Linked DNA regions of Hordeum vulgare: region 1 is linked to region 2. The links are chromatin contacts, called in public Hi-C maps. All regions are on one chromosome and are shown on one strand. Each heading gives the region's core, a stretch centred on a gene start, on an enhancer-like site or on the middle of the called end of the contact. The rest is flanking DNA. Distances are from core to core; before and after follow the strand shown.

What was found. A called contact is a pair of places that touch in the nucleus more often than the background predicts.
Region 1: a Hi-C map of seedling shows a contact between it and region 2, with 2.3 times the contacts expected there. The contact joins the promoter of LOC123424747 here to the promoter of LOC123424733 in region 2. A contact is called at or near these places in 4 of 6 Hi-C or Micro-C datasets (leaf and seedling) and 1 of 1 datasets of contacts at active chromatin or transcription factors (embryo).

Annotation. Positions count from the first base shown.
Region 1 is chr1H:72,449,791-72,453,812 of MorexV3_pseudomolecules_assembly, forward strand. LOC123424747 (SUN domain-containing protein 1-like) reads left to right here and starts at 1,411. Exons shown (of 3, transcript XM_045108427.1): 1 at 1,411-1,657; 2 at 2,558-3,633. The coding sequence starts at 2,572.
Region 2 is chr1H:72,123,961-72,127,904 of MorexV3_pseudomolecules_assembly, forward strand. It overlaps LOC123424733 (VIN3-like protein 1), which reads right to left and starts at 1,966. Exons shown (of 4, transcript XM_045108409.1): 1 at 1,875-1,966.

The sequences.
Region 1 (4,022 bases), core at 161-2,660, 330 kb after region 2:
CTTTATAGTACTATAATCCATCCCTCGGGGTAAAATGCAAGTGAGGCAGAAGTCGGGATCGAAGGTAATGTCCTTAATTATCTTGGTGGTATGAGCATTAGTATAATAACTTTTGTGTGGCATATTCGAGCCATGCAGGTTGAAAAATGGAACGAGCATTCAATGTGTCCATTTCCACTCCTGGACGCCATAGATAACACAACCGATGCATAGACCCAACACTTTAGTGAATGCCCTCTCCTGCCGTGATGTGTGCAAACATTGGTCCTCAAGATGAACCAAGTCGTGGTGATCAATATTGATCAAGAATTCATTGCTTGCAAATAAGGGCGCCAATGCAGCCATCAATTATATTTCATCATGTCAACAATCCTTTGTTGCGGGGGCACAAGGTTCTGCAAGTGTGATATAGGTGAACATCCTGCTGCAAGACAACACCAATGCCCTGTTCAATATCATTGGTTTCAAGAACAAAAAAGGCCGAGCAAAATTTGGTAATGCAAGAACTAGAACATTGATCAACCTCTGCTTCAATGTGTCAAACGCCAGATCGTGGTCACTTGTCCACATGAAGGGAATATTATTTTGAGTAGACGAGTCCAAGGTCGAGCAATAATGCCATAATGCTTGACAAGCTTCCTATAACAACCTGCTAATAAAAGGAATTTTAGTCGCTATACAAAGTGTTAAATACCACGCCCTGTTCTCAGATATATTGCTTGAACAAAGTAACAAAATGGCTACTCGGTTTGTGGGTTTTATGGTTTTCTAACCACTAGTACTAGAGATGTGAACAAGCGTACTAGAACATCAGTAGCTCTAATATGGATACTCGGTCTTGTTGGTACACATAGACCTTGATGAGTTGACCTGCATCATGTGGAGAGCACCTGTATTCGTACATTTCAATACCATCCTCCCATAATCTCATATAGTGGGAGTAGTGTTGTTACTTGTCTAACGAGGTCCTCATCCTTGGTAAAATATGTGCCTCACATTCATCTGGTAATACGAGGTTGCGTTCAAAATCAAACAAATATATATGTACGAACTACTGTATTTTTGTTTAGGTACTTTATAAAACACCATCAACAACTGACGTCGAACGTGAAGATCTCACGTCATCATCGGATGAGGCGACCACGTACTTATCTTTTTTGGTTTCACAGACTGTCCGCGGAGGTGAAACCAGCGTGGGAGGGAGGGGGATGAGGATCTGCCGTCAAGGACAAATATCAAAATCCCCTTTTCAAAATCTTGTAGTTTTTTTCAAAGTGTATGGTATAAATCTTGTGGAGGGCCTTTTGGTCTTTTGCGGCGTCATATCGAACTTTCGGAGTGGGAGGTTGCGTCCGAGAATTGAGATGCTATTCTTCCTCCGTCGTGAAGCGACCCTTTCGGTTTCAAAATCAAAAATCTCCCCATCTTCCACCGTTTCCACGCACCCGTCGCTTCGCCACTCCTCTTCCCCACCCCCTCCCTCCCTCCCTCTCTCGCCCACAGCACACTCTCTCCTCCTCCGGTTCCCTCCCCAAATTCGCCCGCTCCCAGCCCCGGCCCCCGGCTGCCCTCCTCCTCCCCGCAGCCCTCCCGCGCCGACGGCGGCGGGCCACCGCAGGCCAGCCCCACCGGCGCGGTTCGGTTACCCCCTTCGTCGGTAAGGAACCAACAAACCCTAGCTCGATTGCGTGCGAGTCGTTTTTTCCTTCCTCCTCGGGCATCTCCCGTTGCCGCTGCAGCGAGCAACCAAGATCTGAACCGTTTAGTCAGCCGGTTTGTTTGCTCCATGGATGGCGCCCTCTGATCCCCAGCCCGATGTGCTCGATTTAGGTCGTTCTCCCTCTTCCTTCTGTCTGGGTTGACCCGTGGTAGTGGTTTAGGGTTTTCTCTTTTTTCCTTGGTGATGTATGTAATTGCTTGAACTTGGGGAATTAGAACCGTTGGGAAGTTGCAGGCTTGCTTTCGGTTAATTGTTTTTGCCCCTTTCACTGTGGCAGCTGAATATACAATTCGAGATTTGGTTCGAAATGTTGTGTAGGATACCACAGTTTACTCCTTGTCTTCACATTTTACTGCTTGGCTTTATATTTTTGGTCGGCGATGGTAAATGGCCGTACTAGTAGTTAAATAACAGTATGGATTCTTTCATTTCTTCGAAATCTGCAGACTCTCCTGTACCTTTATGTCCGATAGTGTATTCTTTTCCTACTTACGACGGGCTCTTTGCTGCCCAGCTTTAATTGCTGGATTGCAAAGGAATAAATAATGTATCCGGAGGCTGTTATATGTTACAGTTCATCTTATGCATGTGAACTCCACCTTTTGTTTTAGGCTTACTGTATATAGATTATCCATCCATTACCCTGCACAGATAAGTTACCAACAAAAATAAATATGGGAAGGCCGGCTATAAGATAAATTCCTTGGATGTATCCTTCATGTTACCCTGCACAGATTTATTGCCAAAAAATAATCATGTAACAGCACTCATTTTCTGGTGCCTTGTTCCATTTGCATTGTTATTTCCAGTTTGTAATCTAGCTATGTTCTATTGTAGGTTAAGGGACAACGATGTCGGCTTCAACTGCTGCAATACCGGCCGCAAATACAAATGGGAACCATGCACTAAGTGTGGATTCACATTCCAGCCAAGATGTTAGGAGGCGAACAGTTGTTGTTGCAAAGCAAAAACCTACACCTGAGCTTCTTACTGAAGGTGGAGTTAATGGGGTCTCAAATGATAAGGTTTCTAGCAAGAAGGATATTGGTCATACAAGCCGTGGAGAGTCTGTTATCGACAAGCCAAAATATTCGTCTGAGGCAAAAAAAGATGCATTTCCTCCATCACCTTCTGCTGAACATCGAAAGAAAATTACTACTAAACACAGAAAAACCAAGTGGGAAACTGCACTAAGTGTGCTGATGAAGCTTTGCCTTCTTTTTACGGCTTTTGCTTGGATGGGGCAGGTGTTATGGGGATGGCAAAATGGGGATCTATCATTTACAGCACTTGATATGGAGAGCAGACTTTCCAAGGTAGAGGCGTTCAAGAAGACGACTAGGATGCTCCAGGTGCAGCTGGACATTTTAGATAAGAAGCTAGGAGATGAGATTGGCAAAGCAAAAAGGGACATCACAAAGCAATTTGATGACAAAGGTAAGAAGTTAGAGACAAAGATGAAGACATTGGAAGGCAAGGCTGACATATTAGATAAGTCACTTACTGAACTGAGAGACATGGGTTTTGTCTCTAAGAAAGAATTCGATGAGATTCTGACTCAGTTGAAGAGAAAGAAGGGTTTGGATGGCACTGGGAGTGATATAACCTTGGACGATGTAAGAATATTTGCCAAAGAGATTGTGGAGATGGAGATAGCTAGGCATGCAGCAGATGGCCTTGGAATGGTGGATTATGCATTAGGGTCTGGTGGTGGCAAAGTGGTTAAGCATTCGGGAGCTTTCAAGAAAGCTAAGAGCATTCTTCCTCGTCGTAGTGAAAGTCACAAAATGCTGGAGCCAAGTTTTGGGCAGCCAGGAGAATGTTTTGCACTGGAAGGAAGTGTTGGATTCGTGGAAATCAGGCTCAGGACAGGAATTGTTCCTGAGGCAGTCACTCTAGAGCATGTCGACAAGGTATGGCTATTCATTGTATTACCATAATTCAATATTACTTTATTTATTTATTTGGCATCTCTTTGTCCAACCCATACGGCGGCTCATTATTTTCCATGCTACAAGCCTTTTCTTTTGTCAACATATCTGATTTGAGATAGCTGACCACATATGCCATGTCGGTGCGTGCTCTGATTGATCAGCTTCACCTTTGATGCCATTACTATCTATTACTAGGAACTTGCAACTACATGGCATGCAGCTCTATCTGTTAGCGGTATTGGACTTCATTTGTTCTTCCCTCAATCAGGCTTTATTGGGCCATGATAGAAAGAAATCTTTGTGAAAGCAACGCATGTTCTTCATTTTGCTGTGTCCCAGTTGACATGACCGGTTCTTCCATTTTGTTT
Region 2 (3,944 bases), core at 716-3,215:
GCCTGATTCATGGAAGTATCCATGCAAGAAAAGTTTTAGGCTAAGCAGTTTTGGGAGCTAATGCCACAAAAAAAAAAAAGGAAACCCACGATGAACTGTAAATTTGTGAAGTTTGCAATGTTCATAGGAAACCATTTATGTGATTACCCAGCGATTTTTATCAATAAAAAAAGAAGGAAACCCACGATGACTGTAAATCCGTGAAGTTGGCAATGTTTGTACGGAACCATTTATGTCATCACCCAGCGATTTCATCAACACAAAAGTAGAAGGAAACCCACAAAGAACTGTAAATCCATGAAGTTGGTAATGTTTGTAGGGAACGATTTATGTGACTACCCAGCGATTTCAACAACGCAAAGGTAGAAGGAAACCCGCATTGAACTGTATATCCATGAAGTTGGCAATGTTCGTATGGAAACATTTATGTGACTACCCAGGGATTTCATCAACACAAAAGTAGAAGGAAACCCGCATTGAACTGTAAATCCGTGAAGTTGGCAATGTTCGTATGGAAAAACTTATGTGACTACCCAGGGATTCATCAACACAAAAGTAGAAGGAAACCAGCATTGAACTGTAAATCCGTGAAGTTGGCAACGTTCATATGGAAACATTTATGTGACTACCCAGGGATTTCATCAACACAAAAGTAGAAGGAAACCCGCATTGAACTGTAAATCCGTGAAGTTGGCAATGTTCGTATGGAAAAACTTATGTGACTACCCAGGGATTCATCAACACAAAAGTAGAAGGAAACCAGCATTGAACTGTAAATCCGTGAAGTTGGCAACGTTCATATGGAAACATTTATGTGACTACCCAGGGATTTCATCAACACAAAAGTAGAAGGAAACCCGCATTGAACTGTAAATCCGTGAAGTTGGCAATGTTCGTATGGAAAAACTTATGTGACTACCCAGGGATTCATCAACACAAAAGTAGAAGGAAACCAGCATTGAACTGTAAATCCGTGAAGCTGGCAACGTTCATATGGAAACATTTATGTGACTACCCAGTGATTTCATCAACACAAAAGTAGAAGGAAACCCGCATTGAACTGTAAATCCGTGAAGTTGGCAATGTTCGTATGGAAAAACTTATGTGACTACCCAGGGATTCATCAACACAAAAGTAGAAGGAAACCAGCATTGAACTGTAAATCCGTGAAGTTGGCAACGTTCATATGGAAACATTTATGTGACTACCCAGTGATTTCATCAACACAAAAGTAGAAGGAAACCCGCATTGAACTGTAAATCCGTGAAGTTGGCAATGTTCGTATGGAAACATTTATGTAACTACCCAGCGATTTCATCAACAGCAACTAAAGTCATAATCAAACCGACATAAACGTTCCTGCCCAGGAAAATGATGAACTGATATTTACTTCAACTACCATATGTGCAGGGCATGCCCCGATCTAATGCAGAGGCTAGATACCTTATTGAACTATCTTCACGATGCATTAATGTATCGCCAAATAAAATGCCACGTGGATTCCCGCAAAGGAGTGTTGTGCCTGGTGCTACCCTCGTTAATTTCTCGACGCCTAACAGCGTAAGCGTACTCACGCAACCAGCTAAACTCGCACCAAGGCAAAAAAAAAAAAAAGAAGAAGAAGAAGAAGAAGAAAAGGCGGTGGCAGCACACCATAGCGCGGCAAGGGATTCAATCGATTTGCAGCATGGCTAAGATAAGGTAATCCCCTAGCACGCAGCACCGTACAATCCGCGGGCGCCGTCGCCAGCCGACGCAAACGGGCAGCAGCGTTTCCCCGGCTCGTTCTAGCTCGAACCGAAACGCGCGAGGAGAATCGCGCCGCGCACAGCGAGGAGCAGAGGAGAACGGGAGTGGGTGCGCCGGTTCCGTACCGTTGGATCCTGCTGCCGCGACGCGACCCTCCCCTGGCGGCGGCTAGGGTTTGGGCTGGGTGGCGCGGGGGCGCGGGTGGGGCGAGCCGCGAGATCCCAATGCCCGGCGCTGGACGGGAGGAGGAGGGCGCGGGCGAGCGGGCTCCCTCCGGCGGCGGACGGGCGGGCGGGCGGGGTCGCCTGGTTGGTCTCCCCCCGGAGCTGCGACCAGCACGCACGCGGTAGAGGAGGCAGAGACAGAGGCAGAGGAGGCTCGGGTGGGAACGCGAAGGAATTGAAGACAAGTCCAAGTCTTCCGAGGAGATCAACGAGGCTCCCGTGTAACGGAACGGGGGAGGAAGTGCGTGCGTGCGCGTGAGCGGAGTCGAACTGTCGAAGCGGAGGCGAAGCGCCGAAAGCGTACGTACCGGTACCGGTATGGTGAGCCCGGGCCCCGCTGCCGTTACAGGGACGGAGGGATCTGGGGCGTCCGTATCTCTCATCGGACGGCAGGGATGCGTGGCGTTCAGCGCGGCCCTCCTTTTACGGACGGGTTTCCACTTTCCACGTTACTGCTTTTTTTTTTGGAAAACTTCCACGTTACTGCGATCTGAAGTTTGAACGTTCCCCGTATTATACATCCTGACAGTGTTCCATAGCTCCCCTCAGAAAAAAAAAAAACAGTGTTCCATAGATGATGTAAATGTAGAAAATAACATCGACTAAGAAAATGTGAAAGTAATACATTTTTAAAACAAAAACATTGCCCCAACACATGGTATAGATTCCAAAAAGAAAAAATACTCAACATTTGCTCGTGATGTAAACCCTCGAGCAAAATGCGTCAGTTATCCAAGAAACCTCCCCGTCGTCGTTAGACCACATGGACGCCTCCTCAGACCCCGCGACCGACAATGCCGCTCCAACGCACCTCATCATGGCCACCTCCGCGATGACGGTGTAAAAACTTACATCATCTATTGCATTTGAAGGTTTTGATGACCTAAAAACCCACTTTTTATGATATAAATTTTACTCAAAACATAATTTAATGATATATTTTACATCATCTATTAAAAATGTTTTAAAGCAGCCATAAAATAAGGCAATAGTTGGTTTTCGGTATTTGGGGGCAAAAAATGGGCTCCAACACCAGTCCTATCATAAATTATTTTGCAAAAGTTTTTTGAGCAATCAAAAAAAGGGCTCTAGATGATGCAAACAGACCGTGCGACCTCGGCTACCATTCACCAAAATCCCCTCGCGGCCCACCCGCAACCTCCAGCCACCCTCTAGGTGATTTAGGCCTCCATCGACCCTAATTCTGCAGTTATTTCTGGGAATAGCGCTTGTGTTGTTCCCGTGATCTCTGCCGATTCGGGGAAGGAAGGGTGTAGGGATCTGGTACAGGCTGTAAAAGGGGATTTTTCTATAATCCTGAACCCATCTATGGTCTCCTCTGGGAAGTTTCCTATTAATTTGAAGGATTTAGAGAGGAATCATAGGGGAGAGGAATTGATTATGGGAATACCTTATATTGTTTATGATCCTGTGTCTATTGAGGGAAATTTTCTGAATAATGGACGGTATGTTAGGAAACTGGACTTTTTAGGACATTCATTTTGTAATCGGTGTTTTAATTCATTTGGAGAGGATGCATTGTTATGGGAGTATGGAGGCTATTTTTGGCCTTTTGGCAAGAGCTGTTGGTCCTCTTGCAACCCATTCCAACATCCTTTCGTCTGTGCCTCCTCCTTTCCAAACTGTGTTGTAGTTCTCATAGACATGTATATCAAGGGAGAGGTAGAGGTGAGGTCTATGAAGATGCTCCAGGAGACAGTTGAGAGTGGCGGTGGGGTGCCGGTTCCTGCATTGCAGATGGATGCTCCGGTAGTAGGTCTGGCCTCTCCGCCAGCCTCCGGCGAGGCGACCGAGTCTCCGTCTCCAGCAACTCATGGCTGCTTGGGGAAGATGGCTGCTAGACGTACCCGAGGCGATTGCTCCCCCCTGATCATCGACATGGAGGCGGCCCGAAAGGCTGTCAGGGGGTTCATGGTGGTGGGGCGCCTTCTCTCACCCTTCCATGTCAAT